Linked DNA regions of Arabidopsis thaliana: region 2 is linked to region 1. Evidence: chromatin contacts called from public capture Hi-C data. All regions are on one chromosome and are shown on one strand. The core of a region is the stretch at or near the end of the contact, and the rest is flanking DNA. Distances in the headings are between cores, read along the strand shown.

The links. Capture Hi-C pulls out chosen DNA fragments and counts their contacts.
Region 2: a capture Hi-C map of seedling shows a contact between it and region 1, with 2.0 times the contacts expected there. The contact joins the promoter of FAP2 here to the promoter of emb1345 in region 1.

The regions. Positions count from the first base shown.
Region 1 is chr2:11,100,767-11,105,946 of TAIR10.1, reverse strand. It overlaps emb1345 (Transducin/WD40 repeat-like superfamily protein), which reads right to left and starts at 3,724. Exons shown (of 10, transcript NM_128165.4): 1 at 3,350-3,724; 2 at 2,945-3,091; 3 at 2,438-2,656; 4 at 2,265-2,329; 5 at 2,100-2,165; 6 at 1,918-1,989; 7 at 1,697-1,759; 8 at 1,406-1,475; 9 at 1,143-1,226; 10 at 583-894. The coding sequence starts at 3,547. The coding sequence ends at 820. It overlaps RTE1 (protein REVERSION-TO-ETHYLENE SENSITIVITY-like protein (DUF778)), which reads left to right. Exons shown (of 3, transcript NM_128166.4): 3 at 1-342. The coding sequence ends at 206.
Region 2 is chr2:11,198,733-11,203,380 of TAIR10.1, reverse strand. FAP2 (Chalcone-flavanone isomerase family protein) reads right to left here and starts at 2,078. Exons shown (of 11, transcript NM_128188.5): 1 at 1,898-2,078; 2 at 1,205-1,651; 3 at 901-1,135; 4 at 698-773; 5 at 510-612; 6 at 307-375; 7 at 69-105. The coding sequence starts at 1,611. It overlaps GP ALPHA 1 (G protein alpha subunit 1), which reads right to left. Exons shown (of 14, transcript NM_128187.3): 6 at 4,508-4,585; 7 at 4,298-4,405; 8 at 4,114-4,215; 9 at 3,817-3,872; 10 at 3,307-3,441; 11 at 3,131-3,224; 12 at 2,980-3,039; 13 at 2,814-2,893; 14 at 2,279-2,736. The coding sequence ends at 2,559.

The DNA of each region.
Region 1 (5,180 bases), core at 2,475-4,974:
TGAATGTTGCTATTTTACTTATGATCAAAGGGAAATGGATCAATGGTTCATCAGTAGTCCGCTCGTTTCTGCCATGTGCTGTGGTCACGTCTTTGGGGGTGGTGCTTGTCGGCTGGCCATTCCTCATCGGTCTCTCTTCGTTCTCGCTACTACTCTTTGCCTGGTTCATAATTGCTACTTACTGTTTTAAGAACATAATTACTTGAAGCAGTATGAGAGAAATATAAATATGATGTATCACCAAAATTATGTTAATCTTAAGAATTGTTCTCTTTTCCTTTCGGCACCATCTAGCTTTCAACTCCAAAATTATGTTAATCTTAAAAAATTGTTCTCTTTTTCCTAATCCGTAGATTATTTAGAGGTGATGTGTCATAGTAAAGGAAAAAAATATACATATTCGGAGGCCCTTAAGAAAAAAACATACAATATCCAAATAAATGTATTGTTAGGTATTAACAAAAAGAAAAAATATTGTAAGATCTTACAAGCACAAGCAGCAACCATATGAGTTGCATCTAAATTTGCTATTTATATGGAAAAAAGAAGTTTCTCCAAAGTTGTACGATATCAGCTATGTATTTTTTGTTTCGTCAAAAAGTTGTTTATTAAATTCCACAAAGTTGTACCAACAGTGTTAAAACTTAAGTGATCGTAGTAAAAGTAAAACAGAAATCGTATGAAACATCATGGAGCTAATCTTGTATGACAAAATAGTATAGAGTTCTCTTCTACCTAAAATGTTATGTTGTTTACAGATAGACCTCAGAAAAAGTAAAACAACACAGGAGTTTCAGAACCTATCCAAACCAACAGCAGTCACGGTTTAGTTGCAAGCTGCCAAATCTTGACCATCCCATCATCACTAGCCGACGCAAGCAACCGGTTCCCCTCCTGTAGCAGGTTACAATTCCAAGGTCAAAATCATAGACAACATAACCACATGTACTTGGGCCAATGTAAGTCGAGTAATCAATGGCATCATTTCTCTGATCCTAAAACTAAGCTTGAGTATTATGTTCTAACTTCTAATTCACATTTATAAGATGCCATATAGACTATACTTAATCATTGCAACCATGTATCAAGTACGAAATAGTATGCACTTGTGTCTATTACTTCATAAGAAACATGGAACTTACACCGGGTGACCATTGGACAGAGTTTACATCATTTTCATGTGCTTTATTCTTCTTCAGCAAAAGATTATATGAAGGTCCATCAACCTGGTACACAAAAGAATGACTTTAAGTTCAAAGATGAAGCAGAAAAGTTTAATTGTATAGTGGTAAACCATTGGCAAGACTAGGAGAGATAGAATCTGCTGCCTGCATTTGGTTTCTTGTATTGAGATATGTAAGTTAGGCGTGTATATATGGAAAGATATTAACCAAATTCAACTTACAGAGTCATGTTTGCTGTCCACAAACAACCGTATAGCATTATCGCCTGCTCCACTGGCAATAATGTCGTCCCTGTCAAAAATTTAAAATAAAAAGAAAACAAAACAAAACTGAGTTTAAACTCAGCACAGTCTCACGAAAGAGCATTAAAAATCCCAATTTGGATGCATTCGACAGATGACTGGGAGCGTAAATATCAGGTACAACAAAGAGTTTTTCCTTTTAGGCTGGCAGATTTAGAAATTAGGCAGAGTTACACGATGCTTTAAAGAAAACATGTGAGGTGTCAATACCTTGACCAGTGAGCTGAGTATATGGTACGGTCATGATAGCCAGAGAGAGTACAAAGATGAATCCTGCAAAGTCCGAGCAAGTAAGGATTACATTAGTCAAAATTGGACGGAGAAAAATTCTTGAAGAAGTCAAATAATCTTGTAGGCTACATACTACGTCCAGCTCTAAACGTAAGAAACAAATAAATTCGATTACATGTAATAACCCACTATTTTCTCACCAAGGTGCATATTCTTCACCAGACTGCATCTTGGCAATATCTGTCCCCCATATCTTCAAGGTTAGATCATCACTGCAAATACACATTCAGGCAAGCTTGCTACTGTAAGAACAATATCCCAAGAGACAGATTACATTGCTTCTAGAATGCCTATGGGAGACAAGGAGAGAAGATTCACTAACCTACAAGTGACCATCTTGTCCCCTGCAGCGTTAAATGAGATGGACCATACCGTTGAAGAGTGACCGCTGTTTGAAGAAGAAAGGCATATATTAATCTACTACTTCAAAAGTAAGAGCCTAATAAGAAAAAAATCGAAAGCATATAAGAAAAAGTAGAAGATATACTTGTTAGATTCACCTAAGGTTTGGACACATTGATACTCACCATCATCATCTTCAGACCACCAAACCTGTGAGTAGCACGCCACTAGCGTTATTCAATTATATAATTTTTTTTTTTTTGTGTAATAAATTTCAAGTTCTGCATTACTAAAACCTAATTAGAGTATTCGCATTACCTTGATGGTGTTATCATAACTGCAAGAAAATAAAACATCCATGGTGGGATGCCACTGAACCATCTTCACATCTTGTGTATGCCCAGTTAATACCGCAGCACAGTCATATTCATTCCCTTCAAGCACTTCCCAAATCCAAACAGACTTATCTCTACTACATGTTGCAAGGCATGAACCAGATGCATTCCATGATACACTTTTGACTTCGTTTTCATGTCCCTACACACATTTTTTTTAATAAGATTCTACTAGCCAAAAACGTGCGATACAAAGCATAAAGACAGTACAAGAAAACCACCAAAAGCTTTGAGCATAATTAAATATGAACTATGAAGTGAACACTGAAAAACTCCATGAGAGTTTGAGCTTAGCATTAAAGATCAAGAAAGAACAAAGTCAAAAGAGCAAACAGGAGCTGTGAAAAGTTATGCTTTCAGGTTCAAAGAACTAATTCTGGATAAGAATTTGACAATTTGTGGATGGTTCAAGGATTGGGCTAGAAAGTACCTCCAAAGTGGAAATACACTCAAACTCAGAACCGTAATTCTTCCAAATGCCAGTGGTACCATCAAAACTTGCAGTGGCCAATAACTGTCCTGAGGGTGACCAAGCGCACGACCTCACAGTTCTTGTATGCGTCTCTTCCAAAACTGTCTGAAGATTCACAATATACAATCAATAAATCTTTCTAGAGAAATAGCACAAGAACTAACACAACAGTCCTACACCATATCCAAATCACCAGTCGATTCCATGTTTAAGGTCAAGTTAATCTCTTTAGTGAATCGAAACAAAACCCACAAATTGTAATGTAAGACTGATCTAGAGAATCAATAGATTTTTGTGAATTGAACTTGCTAGGTCCAAAAAAGGCTAGAACTTTCTTGCGAGAAAGAGAAATGAGATAGAGACCTTGCAAGTCCAGGAGCGAGAGAGAGAGCTTTGTTCCCAGATTCGAACAGTGTTATCGCCACTGCAAGAAGCAAGAATCGGTGAAACACCGTCGGCGTGAGAAGAAACGGGGTTCCAAGCTACGCTCCAAACACGATCGGTGTGGCCTTCTAGTTTCTGAATCTCCACTAACTCCAAGTTCTTCTCCATCAAATCCATCTATGACGCTAGGCTACGAGAAGGCCTCCAGAAAGTTGAAAGGAGTAAGCTTTTAGGGCTGAGCAGAGATTGTGCAACAGGTGACCTGAAACTATATATGATTCAATTCGGTTTCGGTCACAAGTAAGCCTAGGCATTCGTGATTTGTGTATGGGCATGGGTTTGGGTCTGGGTTTGAGTTCGGTTTGGGTTCGTTATTTTTTAATGGCGGTACAAAAATAAAAGCTAGATTAGAGGTTTAAACTTTAAAGTGTTTTTAAGTAAAATCAATTTGATTTCTAATTTTATTTAATTAGTTTTATTTACTAATATTAAAAAAAAAATATTTTCAAATCTTTGAAAGAGGTTGAAAATAGATATTGAGGAGATTTTTATTCTAAGATAAATTTTCATTTCTAATAAAAAAAATATTAACAAGCTAATTTTCTTAGAACTCGAAGGTCATATTCTTAAATTTATTTTTCAAATTAAATCATTAGGTTTTTTGTTCTTATTATATAAACTAGTGCTAGCACCGCAGATGTACATTTAAATTAAGTTAAATATATGTCTTTAATAATTTGTTACCTTTTAATTTTGATTAGCATCAGCACAATATTATCTATTTTATATTCTAGTAAAAAATATGTGTTTTTAGCCTGATTTTAAATACCGCTAAACATCAATCTGGGATTAGGTTAGAAATATAATAATATATACAGTAAAACCTCTATAAATTAATAATGTCGAGACCAAGAAAATTTATTAATTTAGAGAAAATATTAATTTATCGATAAATTAATAATTATTAATTTATGGAGATATTTTACAAATTTTGTAATTTTTTACAAAAATTTGATCTAAAAGGTAGTTTCTCTATACAATCAATAATTTTTCTAAAAATCAATTACAAGTAGAAAACCATTATTAGATTTAAGAAAAAAAACTTTTTTATACGTAGTAAAATTATTAGAATTAAATTTTACAAAGAATTAATATAAATTAAAGAAAAACAATACTAAAGTCATATTTTACTAAGTTTTACATGATATATTCATAAATATAAATATATATATATATATATATATTCATAATTTATACAATTATTAATTTATAATATTGATGGGACCATATATTTACATAGGATTTTCAAAAAAAATATTATCTTATTAATTTATCGATTTGTATCAATTTTTACACTGATCCCAACTCGGGACCGGAAGAATTTATTAATTTGTAGAGGTTATTAATTTATCGTGTATTAATTTATAGAGGTTTTACTGTAGATTCAAGATACTTTTGTTTGCTGTAGTGGTTTGTTTAATATATCATGTCAGAGGTGACAGGTTCGAATCTCAAATTCAACAATCAACAGTTTGAAATTTTTTCAATTTATCTTCGAAGAATGGTATATTGGTCATTTAGTATCCATCTTCTTCTTATGAATACTAATCCTCCAAACCTAATTTATGGTCGCTACGAATTTTTTGTAATATTTATTTTCATATTCTTTGATTTTTTGCACTCAAATATTGTTGATCCATATAGAAAAGTGAGTTTCTAACATGTAACAAACAAAAAATAATAAGTTATGTTACATCGCGGCGGCTTCAAACCATCTCATGCTTTCCGACGTCTAGAGACCTCGGTCTCC
Region 2 (4,648 bases), core at 829-3,328, 99 kb before region 1:
GTATGATGTAGCAAAGCGTAATCCACAGTGCTTATCAGAGTACAAACTACACTCGGTGTATCATTTACCTTAACCAAGCGAGCACGCAGAGATTTCTCGAAAACACTGAAAACATAGACAAACAAGGGAAGGGATTAATTTGCCATCTATCAGTGTAATGCGCCTCAAATCATCAAATGGCAAGTAAATAGATTAAAATAAAAGAAACTAAAAGTGAGAATCAATTAAGGACCATAACACCTTCACGATTCATGAACATAGTTCAAAACAATACAAGATGTTCAATATGTAGCAACTTCCACTTACTCTCTCACAGTATTGATCTTCAAGCCATTGTAGTTAACCACAAGCCTCACACTCATAACAATATCCTCCCTGAAAAAAACTCAAATAAAAGACTTTCAGACGAAATGTCCAATCAAAGCTACACCAACTAAATCAGATTAGAGTGGACTTCAAACAAATAAAAGTGCACAATTCTAATAATATGAAAAAGATTGCTATAATACCTAAGAAGGTCTTTGTATAAGTCATCGCATTTGTCAAGTTTGCTTGCTGGAACCGAGGCATACTTTCGGCCAAGCTTCTGACAGACCGAGGAAGGGTGAACATCTAATCCAGAGAAGTTCAAGTTAGAAGCAAAAGATGACAAATTGTTCCATATATATAGAAAGATACAAAGCTAGAATGCACTTACAAAAACCAAATGCATATACTTTTAGAGATTTAATTCTGATAATTTTCATTGTCCGAGATCCCGTTGCAACAAGCACCTTAAATTATGATGAATTCAAAACGTATTAACTTTTCGAAATTTAAATCAAATCTCTTCTTTGGTGACTCTAACATAAGTTGTAATGACAAAGAATAACAAACTGAGGAAGAAAAAGCTATAAGAACCTCAGAATTCGATCGCGAAGCATTCTCCTTCAACAACATCGGGAACTCGATCCCCGTCCTAGGCTCCACTGATTGTCTTGTCCAGTCTAATTTTTGAAAACTCAAACCACTATATTCTTCACATCCCACCTGACAAGTCCTATGTTCAGTGTTCTCCGGACAAGTCCTATGTTCAATGTTCTCCCTAAGTTTAACATCATTACTCCCTAGTGGCAGAGCAAGTCCATTTGCAGACCTAATAAAATCTACAATCAGAAACTTCCCCAAAGAGAGTTTTAGCACTAAACAATATTACTAAACTTACATGACATTCAAAGACGGTATCATCGCAGCCGCCAAAGAGAGCAAAGAACACGAATGTAGCCTCTCAGCTTCATTAACAAAATGCTGAATAGTGGATTTAGATATGTTTCCAAAGAAGCCAGGACTAATATCTTTTGATACATAGTGAAATGGGAACACAGAGACGTTCCTATGTTCAAACACATGTTTTAAAGAATCACGGCTCTTACAAGTTAATCCCCATTGATGTTTAGATACTTCTTTTTGCAAGTTTCCATGTGAAAACCAACAAAGCAAAGCTCCTGTAAACTTAGAGATACAACTAAATGCTTCGAAAGCTAAGCTTCCAGGTATATGTAATTGTGAAAACAACTCATGTTGTAAGAAACTTCTCTTAGGTAAAACTGAATTAGGATCCATATTTGACATTTATAAGCTTTTGAATATAACTCCAATTGTACCAAAGATTCTGCAAGAAAAATCAAACAAAGACAAATTCTCAAATCAAAATCAATGGCTAACGAATCAAATCAAAGCTGAATCAACAACAACAATCACAAACAAGCCTTGATCTAAATGGTTCCCTAACAAAACCAATTTCGTGATCTTTGAGAGTTTCGTATTAATCAAACTAAGAAGCGATTGTTATCATTATCGTATAACAGAAAAAGCAAAATCAGAACACCATTGGAAGAAAGAGAGAACAACAACATACATGTTTCAGAGGATTGCTCGAAAACGGAATCAAAAACAGAGGAAGAAGAATCAATGAAGCTTTTTTTTTTTTTTGGGATCTATTAACGAAAGAGAAGAAGGAATATTCTTTGACGTAAGAAACAACAACGGCGAAGAGTTTTTTGCTTTCAGGGTTCTTCTTTCTTCGGTGCAATTATTTTTAAAGTCGCTTTTTCGAATGTTCTGAAATCACGGTAGACCCCATGTGTTTTACTTTTATTTCAGTTTTTACATCATATTTTGTATTTGTTCAGTTTCACCCCCATACTTTTTTTTAATGTAAGAACTTTTTCATGTTAGGAACATTCCAAAACTTTTTAGTACTGATAAAGTTACGTTTTGTGTTGTGTTTCACTTTCTAGATTTCGGGATGTGGATGCCTCATTTTAATAATAATATAACCCCAAAAACAAGATCAAAATGAGATGTTTTTGATGAGAAAAAAAAATAAGAAGTCAAAGACAGAGGAATGTTAACAAAAACAATGATAAAATAGAAACTAGTCGTAGCCATCGAGACACATTAGATTTTGAATCGCTAAGTCTTTTGTCCCGAAAGATAAATTACACGGTCATTCAGTTTTCGAGTTTTTCTTATAATAATAAGGAGAGGTAATTTACTAGAGATATGTAATAATAAGGTCATAAAAGGCCAGCCTCCAGTAAATTTCTCCTTCTTAGTGTCTCATCTACGAGCTTGAACGTTTTCTTTACAAGCTTCTGGTCCAAAGCCGTCGTCCTGTAGATTTTGAATACCCTGTCCACTCTATCCGGCGCCGTGTTCTGGTAATATAACTCCTCAAACTTCTTCTTCACAAACCTGAATCCAAATTAAAAATAAGGTCATATAACGGTAACAGTTTGGCGGGAATCAGTAAAGTTTGGAGACAAGCTTACTCGTATGCATGCTCAATCTCTTGTTTCCCACTTGAAACTGGTTGGTAATCTCTGAACCACTCGCAAACGTTCAACGGAACCTATGCACATTGAATAAGAAAGCGTTATTGAACAAAAAGACTTGCTTGCCTATCAAAACAAATAAATATGCTTTAGTTCTTCTTACGTCAAGAACTTTCTTCTCAAATATGTCGAACTTGTTCAAGAACAGCATGAAGGATGTTTTCTGCGTAAAGAGAACCAAGTTTTTGTAACCAAACCCATCTCAAGAGTGTCTTTAAATTTTTAAAAGATGAGATAAAAATGTAACTAAAAACCTCAAAACAGGGTTGTTTCAGGACCCAGTCGAATAATTCCTTGGTCTCCATCATCCTGTTTTTCTGCTCGTCCTCAAAGAGCGTTTGGTCGTACCTATGATCAAAACTCAGTTAATGTTTTGGCAATATGTGGACAGTACGAGGATATCTTATAATTTATAATGAAGTGAGCTTACTCGCTGATGGCAGCACAAAATATCACAGCTGTTACACCTTCAAACAGATGAATCCATTTCCTCCTCTCATTTCTCTGTCCACCCACGTCAAACAATCGGTACACTTCACCACTTTTTTTATTCTCTCCCACAGGGCTGCATAAACGAAGCTTTATCTCATATACCATTTGTGAATTCATCTTTGGTAACGGATCATTACAAGTAGATTCACCACAACAACAAGTTTGATATTGGTATGGAATTCATATGTTCTATTAGTACATCTTAGTGGCAATCATAGGAATCGAATCCGTAAACACTTTTATTCATTTCACCAAATAACTTACACATCGCAGAGAGACTACATTAACAAGATTGTTGCTGAGCTGTTAACACAGCTACTACAAACCGCCTAGCTAATCATATTGCCTAGTGAACCAGACTAACACTTAGAGCTTATCAAACAATTACTCATCTATGAAAGACTAACAATCAAACAGGAAAAAGGGTAAAACAAAAAGTAGTTGGTACCTGAACTGTATTTCCACGACACCAGTTGTGCGAACTCTTGCATAAAGTACATCCTCCTGAAACACCAACATAGAAAAAATGCACCAATGACAACACATTCCGGAAGACACATGTCACAGAAATTGCATATTGACTCTGGTCTCTGAAAATGCTAGCTCAACTAGGCTAATATGGAAAGCAAAAGGCTTCTGTTTGTTAATACATTGATCCTCCGAGGCTGATCCAATGAGTTTTATTCAACCATTTTAAGATCATTACTTGAAATGTTTTCAACAAAGAATGATACTTTGGTTATACCTTAGTTGGAATATAATTTATATCTGATAGTCTCTTCAAGTTCTCCATCAGATATTTCGTACAATCAGGAACCTGAAGCTCATTACCACGAGCACAAGTTTCCTACAAAATGAAACGTTTAAATCATGTATTCAACTTTGAGTGCAATAGTAAATAAAACGTGCACACACACACACAAACACACCTGAATTGCAGGATCCTTCCATAGTGTTTCTATTCCCTCAGCGATGTCCTTGGTAAGACGTGGATAGTCTAACCTACCACCAATCTCAGATAGTTTCTCCCCAATTGCCTGATATTACGATAATAAGTTGACTACCATAAGACAAGGTACTCACAAGACTCAAAACTCTAACAAAGACAGCTCAAGTGACCTATGAATCTAACCACTTACAATACTTTCAGAAGATAACATATATTTAGCAGAATCTGTTTCATTTTGAGCAAACTCCTTTGTTCCATCATGCAATAACTGTTCAACAATATAGAGTAGCTATTAAGCTACATGTACAATATACCAAGATCAACATATGAA